Linked DNA regions of Mus musculus: region 2 is linked to region 1. The links are chromatin contacts, called in public HiChIP or PLAC-seq maps. All regions are on one chromosome and are shown on one strand. Each heading gives the region's core, a stretch centred on a gene start, on an enhancer-like site or on the middle of the called end of the contact. The rest is flanking DNA. Distances are from core to core; before and after follow the strand shown.

What was found. HiChIP or PLAC-seq counts read pairs in DNA pulled down with a chosen protein or histone mark.
Region 2: an HNF4G HiChIP or PLAC-seq map of pancreatic cancer cells shows a contact between it and region 1. The contact joins two enhancer-like sites. A contact is called at or near these places in 1 of 39 promoter capture datasets (the C10 cell line) and 2 of 115 datasets of contacts at active chromatin or transcription factors (embryonic stem cells and pancreatic cancer cells).

Annotation. Positions count from the first base shown.
Region 1 is chr19:58,161,655-58,169,290 of GRCm38.p6, reverse strand. No RefSeq gene overlaps it. Among named protein-coding and RNA genes, the nearest start is that of Gm50287, 66 kb to the right of the region's middle. Within about 2 kb of position 3,725, at least 18 of the 459 cell types and tissues checked have an H3K27ac peak or open chromatin away from gene starts, as enhancers often do. A contact at or near this core is called in pancreatic cancer cells, where this site is marked.
Region 2 is chr19:58,521,543-58,529,178 of GRCm38.p6, reverse strand. Ccdc172 (coiled-coil domain containing 172) reads right to left here. Exons shown (of 9, transcript NM_029372.3): 4 at 3,215-3,331; 5 at 1,742-1,907. Among named protein-coding and RNA genes, the nearest start is that of Ccdc172, 13 kb to the right of the region's middle. Within about 2 kb of position 4,933, at least 72 of the 459 cell types and tissues checked have an H3K27ac peak or open chromatin away from gene starts, as enhancers often do. A contact at or near this core is called in pancreatic cancer cells, where this site is marked.

The sequences.
Region 1 (7,636 bases), core at 2,476-4,975:
CTCCTTCTCCTTCTCCTCCTTCTCCTTCTCCTTCTCCTTCTCCTCTCCCTCCTTCTCCTCCTCTTCCCTCTCCCCCTCCTCCCCTTCTTCCTCCTCCCTCCTTCTCCCCCACTTCTTCTTTTGGCAAGGAATGGTATTCTACTCTATAAAATATACAATATGACCTTCTTCTGATGTTGGGCAGCAGGAGAGATCCTCAGGTCCTACTCAGACAAGGAAGTCTACAGTGTTGATAAGCTATGGTGCTGGGTGTTTTAAATGCATTTCTGAGAACACATTTTCAGTTTGCAGTGGGGTCTCTCCACATGTAACCACATGGGAAGAAAAGAAAGAAGTAGTTGAACAAATTGATTTTCAAACCTTAAATCAATTTGACATTATAAACCTGTGATGAAGAATTCTTTAACACGTTGTTCAATTCTTTTTTTTTTTTCATATATATTGTTATGGACACATGTGCTTGTATGGGTTACTGTCTATGTCACTGTGATAAAATTCTCTGGTGAGAGCAACTTAAGAGAGAAGGGTTTTGGTCATTCTGGCTCATAGTGGGAGGGTGTACCATGACAGGGAAGTCATAGTGTCAGGAGCAAGAAGCAGGCTGTCCCTGTATTCACAGGCAGGAAGCAGAGATTTGAATGACGGTGCTCAGCTGTCTTGGGCCTTTGTACTCAGTCAGCCTAGGACCCCAGCCTAGGAACGGTGCCACGTGAAGTTAAAGTGGGCCTTCCGACCTTAAAATCTAAAAGATCCCTCATCCTCTGGTCTGACCTGTCTAGTTCATCCCTCACAGGCATGCTTGAGAACAGTGATTTCCCCGGTTGCGTTCTCAGTGCTTTGAAGGTCAGCTAGCTCAAGCTGAGCCAAGTTCTTGTTCCCATTTTATGTCCCTGATGGTTTTCTGTTTTGCTTTTTGGTTTTTTTCTTTCTTTCTTTCTTTATCTTATTTTTCTCTACCAGTTACTGAGAGCAAGATAATGACGTCCCTGGATGTAGCTCTAGTGTCTCTACCAGTCCCCATGTCCTCTGAAGCACATGGGAGGAAAGGTGGGCAGTGTGACAGAGACTGCACACAGCCCCTCTGTGAGAGGTCAGGGCAGAGCTCTGTGGTGATGGGTGCAGGGATGGAAGAGCTAAAGAAATAAGGAGGCAGTTTCTGGGAGACAGTGTTGAAGTGCAGTGTCACGGGTGCAGAATGCTGCCCTTACACCCCTGTCCCACGCCTGTGCCTCGAGAGTGGTCCTCTCCCCAGCTAGCTCCCATGACTACTGTGATACTTAGCTTCCCGAGTTTCTCACACCCGGTTGGTCAGTTGTCAAGTTGCTCCTGAAGCCCCTGACATGCCCTTGTCCCGTTAGGTGCTAGCTGCCTGTTCAATGCCTCCTGCTGCATTTCCATCTCAGGTCCCCAGAAGAAAGACTCTCTGTGAAGCTCACACGGATTCTGCCAGCACTCTGATTATCTGCCGCACCAATAATGTATAATTCCTCAAAGTTGGAGTGGTCACACAGAACCTCTCCTGAGCATTCCATACATTTTCAGAACCGGGTATGAATTTTAATGCTGACATTTAAGATGCTGTCAAATGGAGCCAGAGTCTCTGGAGACCACGTCCTCCTTGAGTGTTAGACTCGGGCAAGACATATGCAGACGGGGTGTGAGGTTTACAATGATCTCACACAGGCAGTTTCCCTTTGGAGTCTCTCCCTGCCTACACTCATTACATGCCACAGGGTGCTGCGGCCCTCTCGCAGAGGACTCACTGTCACTGTCACTCCTTGCAGGCATCGTCTGTTCTGTGTAGGCAGCAGCTGCCAGGCTTCAAGATGAATGCTCAGGTTCTGCCTTGATGGATAGCTGCCCCCAACAAATTGGCTCATGATCTACAGAGATCTTTCTTACAAATGTGACAAATGGTGACAAGTGTGGAAGGAGAGCTTCACTCCTGCTTCCAGGGACACTGGCTTGGAGAAAACTTTTTCAGCAGAAAGAGCTGTTTACCATGGAAGCTCCAAAGGAGGTCGGGATCACTTGGTTTCAGGGAAAATGAACAGATGAGTAATAACTGTCTCCCATTCTCATCATGCACACGCGCAGACTAGACGAGCTTAAAGTCCGATTCTAGATCATGTGGTATTCTGGAGACAGAGCCAGGCTGTGGTGTAGTAAAATACACATCTTGTCTTCCTCCTGTTCCTTGGCATACCCTTCCTGTAGCCCTTGGAGTATTTGAACAGGTGGTGTCACTTTGCATGGGTTGGCTGACAGCTCCTAGGTCACTTAGGGATGGAGGCTTGTTCCTGGAAAGGTCAAGGCAGGCAGGGGGATGTCCAGTCCCATTTTCCAACTTGGTTGAGGGCAGAGTGGCTGAAGGTCGAGTGTGTGTGTGTGAGTGTGTGCGCCTGTGTGTCTGTGCACGAGTACTTATGTCTCGGTGGTGAGACCCCCGTGATTCCTGAGGTCACAGAGGTGCTCTGCGCTGACACTGTGGTGTGAAATCAGAGGAGACGGCTGCTGCCAATCCTCTGAGTCCCCTCGGGTGCCCTGAAGTCACTAACCAACCGGACAGTTGTCAAAGACAACACTGTAATTTACGCGACCACAAGATTAAATTAGAGGCAGGAGGGTTAGGAGCTGTTGTGCATACATGCTTCCCTGCTGAAGCTGCTTGCAAGGTGCAAGGATTTGCTTGGAGTGGAGAATTAAATAAGGAGAGTGGTATTTTTATTTATTTATTTATTTAAATCTCAGGTACTTGGGCATGACATCACACCATCACAAGGCAAGCTCTAGGTCTATGGCAGGTGGGTGGTCTCTGCTGTGAGCCTTTCATGTGGCAAGCATCCAGGCTCTCTCTCTCTCTCAATGGAATGAGGCCTTGTGGAAGCAACCCAGTCAGTCACTCCAGGACTGAAAATACAGTGTGCATAGCTGCAGAGGAAGAGCTGGGGGCCATGTACCAGCCTCGGGCCAATTAAGCCTAAAACAAATTTCAGGTTGCCGGAGCTCCGATTATACTTGGAGTGCTGTGGGCTCTACCCCACAGCGCAAAGCCTGCTGGACCTGCCCCGGTAATTGGAGTGAAGCATCGGCTCTTCACCCATGGCTTCCTAATGATCAATGGTGCTGGGGCTATTTGCTTAGGAGCATTTAAAAAGCAAAAGGGATAGGAAATGCAGTCGGTGAGCCCACTCGCCTGCCCGCCCGCTTCGAAAGCTTCTCCTGGATGCACGCTCTGGACTTTTTTTTTTCTACCAATCTGTGTGGCATAAATAGGGGAACAGAAAGGAAAGGTCAGAGAAGCCGGAGTTATTAAAGTGAGCGCTGAGAAGTCTCCCCGTGTGAACAGCAGCTTCAACTCATGTGGGAAAAAAAAATCATGGATTTTCTTTTCATCAAAAAAACCCACAAGCTCAGCATCAGAGAGGAAACAATTATTCATAAGTTCCGAGGCTGCGAGAGCCTGACCCGCCCGTCATCCCAGCAGGGAAAGAGTACAAGTGGCTAACTGCTTGGGGTGATTAATTCGAGCAAGATTAGCTTTGCGTATTCAGTGGGTCCAATCCACACAGCTTAGAGGCTGACAACTGTTTGCAGCTACCCCCAGTGTGTGCTCACAACCACTGGAGATAAGGAAACAAGGCTTAAGAAGGTAACTCTTCCTCCTTATTCCACAGAAGTCTCTTGATGTGTGGCATGGGGTGGTGAGTCACCTCTCTTTGCCTTGGAAGGAATGAGGCTCTGCAAGATTGTAATGCTGTCAGAGTGTCTGAGACAGAAGAGATGGACGGACATACATCATCAGTTCTCCACTGATGGATGCATGGAACATAACCCCTTTGAGGCTGGGTCCAGGCACCATGTCATTACAAAACTCCCTTGGTGATTCTATCAGATGCCAACTTGAGCATTATCCTTCCACTACCCGGAAGAGAAACCAAGGGTCAGACTAAACAAGGGACATGGCTACATCAATTGCTGCAACCCCCTGGGATGTATTTACTATTCACAGCCCCCAGCACCTCTGCCAGCACTCCCTCTTATACCTTCTGGCTACTGACCAGCATAAAGCAGACTACAATAGCCGCAGACCTGAGCCCTGGCAAGGGCCATGGATAATTCTACCCAGGCAGTTCTGGGGAAGTTGTTGGCAGGAGGAGGGTCTGAATGAGGCCTGGGCACAAGGACAGAACTCATAACAAGATTCTCATTGCTGGCAACGCCTGCCTGCCTGCCTGCCCTGCCCCAGCCTCTATCTGAATCCCCATTGCGTCCCACCTGACACCTGGGCTGACTGACCGTCTGCTCTCTTCTCCCTCCCGTTCTGAGTAGAGACAAACTACCTCCTGCAAACAGAAGCATCTTCCAGAAAAGGAGAAGGAAAGAGCAGCCACTCCGCTGGAAAGCAGGCAAAAACTCGATCAGAGAGATCCAGAAAAATCTCCAGTGGCCTTAGTGCCATGCTGCATCAGAGAAAAAGGACAGCACTTCTTGTCCAATAGCCAGAAAAAGTCCAACCCAGAAATCAATGGAGGACCCGCTGCACAATACACACCAGGATACTCATATATATGTACAAAAGGGTACAATCTATGAACACACAGCCCATGAGCAAGTGACATGGCCACATCTTTGTTAAATGATTTAGCAATCCCACATTGGAGTCCCTATCCTTCAGATACCACCACCACCACCACCACCACCACCACCACCACCACCACCACCACCACACGAAACATTTACAAAGTTGTGTAAGTACAGGCAAGCTTGGTTTGTAGTCACAGAGACTGGGAGTAGCTTAAGGGTCCAACTGATCCATAAGTAAAGGCTGGCACATCGGCACTAACAGCAGCTAAAGAATCTGTTGGCACGCAGAGCCTTCCGGGATGTATTTTTAAGAAGAAAGAATTAAACTCCATAATGTGAGAAACAGCGCACAGAGTCTGACGGGTTTTGCATAAAGAAGAAGGAAAGTACTGCCTGTGTGGATTTGTTTGTATTTCTGTGAGCAACTGCAAGGATTCAGCCTTCAGCATGTGAGTGCACATGTAAGTTGGGACAGGAGAGAGAGAGAGAGAGAGAGAGAGAGAGAGAGAGAGAGAGAGAGAGAGAGAGAGATTGCCAGTACACCTTTCCATGTCTCCTTTTGAGTTTTGACCCATGTGGATTCATAACTGTCTCTTCTGAAGTAAGATTTAGGGCTGGAGAGATGGTGGGGCGCTTGTTGCTCTGCAGAGGACCTGGGTTTGGCTCCCAGCACCCATGTGGCAGGCAGCTCATGACCATCTGTTACTCCAGTTACAGGGGACCCAAGACCCTCTTCTGTCCTCTGCGGGCATCAGGCATGCATGTGGTGCACAAACATGCGTGCAGGCATTCACACAGGCATATAAAATTAGGTTGGGGTTCGTTTTGGTTTTTTTTGGTTTTTAAGTAGAAGCCTGAGTCTATTCCGAGACCTGTGGTTTCTGGTTCCACTCCAGGTCTGAGGCTAGCCCTCTGTACAAAGTCCCTTTCAAACCTGGAGGCAAGTGTCAGGTCCCTTTTCAAAGTTTTCCTGCCTCTTGGTCTTAAGCAGTCCAAAATAGAGGCTGCGTCCCCATGCACTTCTGGTTTCTGTTTCTGAGCCTTTACTTACTGTAAAGACAGTGGGCTTTTGAGTTTTTCTTCACTGCCCTGTTCCAACCTGGATCACCCTGTTTCCTCTAAGTGATTCCTCTGTCCCCAGGTAGCCGATCCAAGCTGTGAGTTCTGTTTGCTCCTTTTTTGCTGTTCCCTATTTTTTAAAAAACTTTTATTTATTTATTTTTTTGGCAAACCCCCAAAACCTCCTTACCCACGATTCATCTCCAATGTTGGGGAGAGAGGAGAGATATGGGAGAGGGAAGGAAGTGACCTTATCCAGCTACTTCCTGTCTTAGTCAGGGTTTCTATTCCTGCACAAACATCACGACCAAGAAGCAAGTTGGGGAGGAAAGGGTTTATTCAGCTTACACTTCCACATTGCTGTTCATCACCAAAGGAAGTCAGGACTGGAACTCAAGCAGGTCAGGAAGCAGGAGCTGATGCAGAGGCCATGGAGGGATGTTCCTTACTGGCTTGCTTCCCCTGGCTTGCTCAGCCTGCTCTCTTATAGAACCAAGACTACCAGCCCAGAGACAGCACCACCCACAAGGGGCCTTTCCCCCTTGATCACTAATTGAGAAAATGCCTTATGGTTGGAGCTCATGGAGGCATTTCCTCAACTGAAGCTCCTTTCTCTGTGATAACTCCAGCTGTGTCAAGCTGACACAAAACTAGCCAGTACACTTCCTATGGCAGATGAAAGACTCTGTGTGTGTGTGTGTGTGTGTGTTCTGAGTGTGTGTGTGTGTGTGTGTGTGTGTGTGTGTGTGTGTAGGGGGAAGGGACTGGAGAGATGGCTCAGAGGTTAAGAGCACTGACTGCTCTTCCAGAGGTCCTGAGTTCAATTCCCAGCAATCACATGGTGGCTCACAACCATCTGTAATGGGATCTAGTGCCCTCTTCTGGTGTGTCTGAAAACAGTAACAGTGTGCTCATATACAGTAAATAAATAAATCTAAAAAAAAAAAAAAAGTCTCTCCGGACAGTGGTGGCGCACGCCTTTGATCCCAGCACTTGGGAAGCAGAGGCAGAAGGATTTCTGAGTTCGAGGCTAGCCTGGTCTACAGAGTGAGTTATTTCATCTTTCCTGTATTGATATTACAGTGATGGAGGGGAGCCCCTGCTAAGGGAGGTTCCAGCAGACTTGGGGTAGGGGTTGAATACTTAATAACCTGTTGAGCCTACAGTCCCTTGACTACCTGTTATTTGTTTTGTTTTATTTTCTGGGACAGTCTCACTATGTAACTCCAGCTGTCCCTTATAGACAAAGCTGGCCTTGAATTCACAGAGATCTGCCTGCCTCTGCCTCTGAAGTGCTGGGATTAAAAGTGCGCACCACTATGGCAGGCGTGACTGCTTGAGACTTTACAGTGTGTCTCCGAGCCGGGGAGTGCAGACCAGAGCTCATTGCTTCTTTCTCTCTCCCTTTCCATTAGACACCCAAATGCTTCAGGACATGTTGGGATGATAAAAGCTGAGTCTGGAAGGGTGATGGCTCAGGGGGCAGTTCTCAGGAACAGGGACTATCAGAGTTTGAATTGCAAAGCCAGCTATAGACTCATGAGAGCAGAGAACCAAGAGGCAGGGTCTGCTTCAAGAAAAGAAAAGAAAAGAAAAGAAAAGAAAAGAAAAGAAAAGAAAAGAAAAGAAAAGAAAAGAAAAGAAAAGACAACAACCAAAGTCAAGAGAAAAAAAAACTGCATTTATTAGAATTCATAAAAAGGGCTGGAGTGGAGTGGGGACAGCTGCCAGAAATAAACAGGCTGGCTCTTTTTCTTTTTTCAAAAAAAAAAAAAAAAAAAAAACCCTCACTATTTGCCAAGTGTGCAGAGCTCAATGTCTGATTGCCGTCCACGGGGAATTTTTAAATCAGGGGGAAAATAATGCAGGTAGGAAAAGGTGCTGAGTCAGGGAATCTCAGCCGCGGCTCTGGGACTAAGAGGCGGTCATTACTGAGGCAATGTGGACGGGAGGTGTCGGGATCAGAATATCATTTGAGAGGCCCTGGGGA
Region 2 (7,636 bases), core at 3,684-6,183, 360 kb before region 1:
GTTATTTTTTTTTAGTTATTAACTTATGTTGAGAAAATACAGTGTATTATAACTGACTGAAAACTAAACTTTTCAAAATAAAATTCTTTTAACCTCAGTGACATCTCTTTATTTAGTTATATAACAATATAACTGTTAGCTTGTTATGGTTATTGTATACACAAATTATTTATTAACTTAAAATACTTGTTAATTATGTATGTATGTATGTATGTATGTGTATGTGCACATGTTCAAGCAGATCAGAGGCATTTCAGATCCCATAGAGCTGAGCATACAGGCAGCTGTGATCTGCCTGATGTGGGTGCTGGGAGTGGACCTTGGGTGTCCATCAAAAATGATGCACGCCCTTCCCTGCTGAAACATCTCTCCAGCCTCCTCCATTAGCTTTCAGCCAAGCTGCACCTCAAAGTCTCTTTGCCTTTCTCCTCCATGGTACATAGAGGAGTATATGTGTGTCAGTCTGTTCTGCTCTGTCTTCTAGCTGCAGTGACTGGCTCACTAACATTAACTGTTAATTGGTAACACAGATGAACAGTCTACTGTGTTGATATTTGCTTCACTGGTTTGCTCTTCCTTACACGTCTCACTCTGGCTACATCACGAGATATTCTGAGATTACCTTTGATTTGTGTGCTGCTCTAGCAACGCATCTTTGCATTTCCTTACTGGCTGCTTTAGGAATTAAAACAAACACGTGTCAGTGAAGATAAACCCACAGCCCTGCTAGGAAATCATGATCTAAAGATAAAACACACTGTATAAATTTAAACTCTTTGTTTTGATCAGAAATAAATCTACCATGATGCTTCAGAAAATCATTCAGTCAAGCTTGCTGGCCAGGTATAGAGAGAGGGCAAGTTGTAATCAGGATATATTGTATGAAAAAGAATCTATTTTCAATAGAGGGAAAACACTTAAGAATATTGTTTCTCAGTGTTGTGTTTCAGCAAAAGCCAAAATCAAAAAGTCTGATCTCAGGAAGATTTGTGGTTACAGCCTTTTCTTTTCTCCCTAGTTGAATTAACCGCAGTAAGATTCATCTAGAGTCACAAAGTCTTTAAGAGAACCATATTTCCATAAGCCCAGTCACGGTAAAAATGTCAAAGAAGCCCTTAACTGCCCAAACTCCTACAGAACAGAAGCAAGCTTTAAAAAGGTGTTGCTGCAAGCACAAGGCATCCTTCACAAAAAAAGGAAGGAATGGCCCAGACTGGAAGCAGGAAAACAGAGGGAGGAACTAACACTCTGCATGGCAGCCACACGCAGCAGGACGGTGACCTAGTCCTAACAAGGCCACTGTGGGACAATGGCACCATGCTGTCTTCTGGTCTCATAAGACATCAAACATTCACATTAGATGGAAAATCAAATGCTCAGTTCACAGTGTACCTCTGAAGAATCTGACACTGCTCATAACAAAACCATATATTCATGAGGACAGTATACATTTATTAAGTGAAAGGCCTAACCCCATAGTGATGGAATTTACCTTTACACACGCTGACCTGGAAACATGTTCACTCACAGTGACTCATTGTAACTGGGCCTGACGATGCTTATTTGTAAACCTCAGCACTTGCAGATCTGACACAGGAAGGTCACAGCAAGTCTGAGGCCAGCCTGCACTACAAGTTCCAAGCCAGTCTGTGTGACATAGTGAATCCTGCTTCAAAAACAAACATGCAAACACCACCTCCATTTCATGAACAACAGACAAATGGTAACTGTGTACTCATACCCCTTCTCAAAACATCTGCCTGGCTGTCTAAGTCAGCCATTTCCATCTCGATATTTTCTTTCATCAAAGTATCTCTTTTCTTGGTTATTTCATAATTGTCATTGAAGTCTGTAATTTCCTTAATAAATCTTTCCTCTTCCTCTGTGGTTTTATTCTTTATAGCCTCCTGAAAAGCAGAAATAAGTAAGTGACCAAATGTGACACACACGGGCTGCACCATCCCTACATGATCAGAGTACAATTATCTGAGGTCAGCAGCAGTGTTGACGGCCCTGCCTCTGTTGTCCCCTCAGCAGCCTGTGCTGTGCTGCCCAAGGATGCGCTTTAAAGACCGAGGCTGTTCCACGACAGCCTCCATTTGCAAGCTTTATCTTTACAGATTTGTGAGAATTAATGAAGTAGAAATTCTGACATTTATCTGTGAATTTACTTCATAATCATATATGCTACTTTGTCGACATAATGTACAATTAGGTGGAGGAGTAACATCAAAATGGAAAATTACAACCTTTACTCAAAGGAACAATGGCTGCTTACAGGAGAAGGAAAACCTGATCATCTGAAGCCAGATTATGCAGTCATTCCAAAGTTAGTTCTAAATAAGCTTTTGTGTTGCGAATGAAATGTCCACAGGACATGAAAATATGAATTTAAAAGAATCTCTGGATGGTGCAAAAATCTATCTTATGACAGCACTAGATTCACTGGTTTCTGTATTTTTATTTTTGGCTGTATGCCAACTATGAGGAATCACATTTAGAAGTTGGTCATGTCCTAAGCTGTATTTTTATTATTCTTAAATATATTTTATGTAATTCCTTTCATTTACTTATTTGGGGGGTGTGTGTAAGTTTTGGTGTGACTGTACTGTGGCACACATGTGAAGGTCGGGGGACAACTTGCAGGAGCCAGTTCTCTCCTTCCACGGCTGGTTCCAGGGACTGAAAGATCATCAGATTTGATGGCGACACCTTTATCCACTGAGTCCTCTCATTGGCTCAAATGTATTTTCTTCAAAATGTCAACTCAGGACTAGTCACATCTCCAAATTGCCCTGTAATCATAACTGCTGCTTGGCTTGTTGACTTTGACTTAAGATAAAAAGATTAGCAATATCTTTTCAGCCATGCCCATAAGTATGCCTAGAAGTATAAAACTTCTCTGCTAACCAGGAGCATTAAAAGTGGGTCTCAACACCAGAGTGGTTAAAAGCAGTGGTACTGCTTCTCTTGGGCCCATCCAACTGCAGATAGTTCCCACATTACATCCTCAAGTCTCCCATCCAGGACAAGTCTTTCCAGCTGTACTGCTCTCCTGGCTGGCTTCAAACAGCCCTTAAGACTTGTTGTTTGAATAGTACTGTCAGCTGATACGGGTACAGATAACTTTGTCAAAGTGAAGCTGCACATACTGAAACGCCTTTGACACAGTTAGATTGCTGACTGAGATGTTTCTCAGTGGCTGGAGACTTACGCAGGCTTGGAGCAGTGTGTCCCGCTCGCTGATAATCTCACTGAGCTGTCTCTCTAATGCGTTTTCATGGGTTTTCAGAAGCTCTAAGAGGAAAGATTTCTCAGACAACTGCTGAACCTTCAAAAGGAAAATACAGAAATCAGAACGAAGCAAATGGATACAGATCTGAGGGCTCAGTTAATTGAACAGGCCTGCAATTGTTACATACGACTCCCTGCATGCACTGCTCTAAGTGACTGCCGGTCCTGAGCTCAGTGTCCTCACAGCTTACAGAGTAGACAGACTCTGGGCTCCTGAGGGGCACAGCTGGTTTCTTTTTCCTCCCACATTCAGCACAAGTGTTAGCTGAGTACTGCAGCATCTGACCATGCACACTGAAGCCCACGTCTGGACAGCTTGTTTCAAGGAGCAGGCTTCTAGTCTCACAACTTAGAAAGAATCAATCGCTGTGACCACCAAACATGGGAAAATCTCTACAGCCCAGACCCAGGTTTATGACGTTAACTATGCATAAAGTAGACGTAAATTTGGCTAAATATCCCAAATACATTTTGAGAACCCAACCTTTGAATTTTACCCATTTACTCAGGGGTCTTATTTTTAGAGGCTCAGTGGTAGGTAGCAAGGTCAGCACTGGCAGGTGGCTGAAAGCTAAGGAAGCGAAATCCATCCTTGCCTCTTGCAGGCATTCACCCAACAGATCCTTACAAACAGGATCAGAGACCACCATCTCCCCCTCCCTCCCAAAAATTTAACTTTTGTGCCCCATTTTATTCTAAAGAGCAAAAGATTTCATAAGCACCGATATTATTTCATTTGGACTTTAAAAACAGTTCCTTCTGAGACAAAGTCAGAATGAAAGGCCAAGAAACTAAAATAGTTTGTCTGCAGCATTCAGTACTGGTCCTCATGACAGTGTGTTACCTCCAGCTTGGGGCTGTTCTCATCTCTACAGAGAAAAGAAAAATGATATAAATTCAACTTAAATTGCAGAAAGCAAGATTTATGTTAGTTATAAGAACTTCCTCAAGGTGAGAGACGGGTTGTGAAATCTGTGTCCCAGAAGACACTGAGCAGTAAAGAGCCTGGGAGCAGTCTATTCCAGAGCCACGGGGTTGGCTTCAAAGACATTTTGAAATATTACAGCTAGTAAGTCCTAGGAATACTGGCATTTAGAAAAAAATAGCTGACGTGAAATAGAAACACGATCTTCCATTTCTATAAGGTGTAGCACAGCCGCCCGACCTGGGTCCTGGGTGCAGTTCCCATCAACCGTATCTGAAGACACAGACACAGATAAAGACATACATTTGCATGACTGAGGTAATGCCTGAAACCCCCGGGAGGACAGTGAGGGGCTTCGTGTCCCTGATGCAGAATCAGGAAATGCAGTTTCCAGACTTTAACGTCACACGCAAGGCAGCAGGGCAGACAAGGAAAGGATCAAAGCAGCCCCTCATTTGTTCAGTGTAAGAACACGACGACGCTTCATTGCTGTTATACAAAGGAGACTAAGATCAGCCCACAAGTTCAAGATTTTATAAAGGACGTTTAATTGATTAGGGGTAAGCATGGGGTTAAAATCCAGGTCTCTCAGCATCCTTCTTGCTAAATCACGGCATTAAAATGGAAATGCTAAAGCTGCCTCTGAGTAATTCTGATAATAAAAAGAACTTCAGCACCACTGCCCATAACAATGCTTCAGACACAGATGAGTCAGCAGTGCCCAGCCGTGTGACACTGTGACTCAACAGTGTCTCAGACACAGATCACGTTGGAAAACTGTACACGTGAGTTACCAAAAAAAAAAAAAAAAAAAAAAAAGAGAGAAAAAATGGCAAATGAGTCTCGTATTTTCCTTAAGTGTCCTGGACTAAGGGGCGGGCACTCAGGCTGCAGGCTCTGGTTAATGTGCTAATAGTACACATTCAGGATTGACATTCTTGACTTCTGTTTCTGATACGGATTCTCAGAAAACAGAGGGTGGAAGGAAAAGAACCAACTGCACAAAGTCGTCCTCTGAGCTCCACACACTCACAGCCACACCCACCCATGCTTACTCACTCACTTTCTCCTTCACACAGACACACACACACACACACACACACACACGCACTTTTTTTAACACTCGTGACAACCAAGGGGAAAGCACAACAGAGGAAGTGGGAGAAGGTGGAAAGTCACTGCCCCGAAGGGAGATGGGCTTCCTACATGCCGCCTCCCAGTGCTATGGTCATCAATGGGTCAGGGTACAGATGAGGTGACACTGAAATTGGGTGACCTGGCTCTATTCTTTATTAGAACTTAAGAGACAAGCACTTGGCTTTGCCTGGTTCTTTGCTACGTGTAAGTTTTGCCTTCAGGAGCAACAGCTTAATCCCAGGTGTGGGGTATGGGCGGCAGACTGTCCACAGCAGCTGACTATGATTTGCCTCCTGCTCTGGTGGGGATGTGATCTTTCCAGCTGCAAACAGTTTCTGCAATTGTGTGATGTTGGGAATTTTGGGAACATTTCAGAGTGTATATAGATGCTAGGATCCTGAGAGATAAGGTGAAATGTTGGTGGGTTTTTGGCTGGTTGCTGTTGGTTGTGATCTGTTAAGTAGTTGTACACAAAGAAACAAGAAGAACTGAGATGTTCTGATGGCAGAAATGACCCATGCCCCCAGGACCTCAAGGCTGTACTCAGCAGGAAGCCGTCTAATGATGACTTCGACCCCTCACTGACCCTGGCTTTATTCAGGGATCTCTTCCTTCACTCTCCATCCTTTTTTCTCTTGTTTAGTGTTAGGAAATTGAAAGGGTGGAAGAAAGAAGAACCCACAAAGTAACCAGAGTCCAGCTACATATAATCCTGACTTACTCACAGGATGAGTGTACTACTCACTCACAGAATTACTGTCTTGCAGACGTCTTACCTCTGCTTTGTTACAAGATAACAGCCAAGGAGGGATCTGATAGGGAAATACTGTAAAGCCACAAACTGTACTGTGTGAGAAATGATTTCAGACGTATCAAGTTTGAGCTGAGACACTAACATGCCTATGGCAGTGTGAGCCGTTTAGTCTACAGTAAACAGAAACTAAAGAAATTATTGACTCTGTCTCCTAAATTGCTCCTGACCTCAAGAGACAGCATGCAATATAAAGAAAGGGGTGGGAAGTTCCTAATGGCAGGAACACAGATTTCTCTTTCTTACCTCTGTCTGTTTCCTGACTGAAAATGAAAATATTTGTATAAAGCCTTAATGTTGCATTCTAGACCCAAATGGCCAACCTTTGTCAGAAAGTGTCACTGTTTTGGTACAATTTAGCTTACAGCAGTGCCATCTCCCTTGTTAAGTCTGCCTCTTTCAGTATTAAAGGCTTCCCCACCCCTGCTCATTCCTCTTGGATACTGAGCTGACTTATCTGGTGGCTAGGTCTGTGGTCAACAGAGCTGCTATCCATGGCTCTTCACTGCTTTGTTGCCTGCATGCCTTCAGGTACTTAGAAACTGAAAGTAAGCACAGCATGTTATGGATCAGCATTGGTCTGTCCACGACACTCCTTGTGTAACTGACGCTGTCAAAGCCAGCTCAGTCTCCAGCAAGCAGCTCTGCCTGTCATGTCATCTGCTCACAGCACAAGAGGCAACTTTACACAAGATACACAAGGAGACATGCAGACTTCATATGGCTAATACCATACAAGAACCAAGGAAAAGGCCCAGGGCTCTTACAACCACAACAGAATACACTTCTAACACCAGACTGCACCACTGAGCAAGTTGACAACAGATATTAAGGCCTTAGCTTTATTTTTAGAGAAAAAGTCTCACTATGTAGCCTTGGCTGGCCAGGATCTCCTTATTTAGACCAGGCTGGCCTCAAAGTTACAGAGCTTTACCTGTCTCTGCCTCTCCAGTGCTGAGATTAATGGCGTATACTACCACACCCAGCAAGCTTTAGATTTTTAAAAACCAGGTGCTAGTGTTTCTAAATCAGCTTTACCACTCTGGCACAGTAACCCTCATGTGGCAAGCAAGGAAGCTTCAGTATGGGACTGTGCCAGCCTTTCAGCCTTAGCATGTCTGCACAGCCACCCTTCTCCAGCCTCTCACAGCCTCCTCACTCTCCATTCCCCACCCACTGCTTTCCTGGCTGTTCTTCAAACACACCAGAAACTCCTCTCTCTACCTTTTGCACAGACTTCACCATGATCCTTCAGTGTACCAGAAAATATACTGTTTAAAATCCTGTAGAGAAACAGGCTTTCTCAAGACTGAAAGGAGTTCAGAAGCAAACACATAACTAAGGAATTAAGCAAATACATAATTACTATCAAAGATTATAACACTATACAAATTATGAACTTTTATGAGAAAAACACACCATAAGTCAGATTTAAATAATGAAATTTTCAGTAAGTGACACAAGGTTCA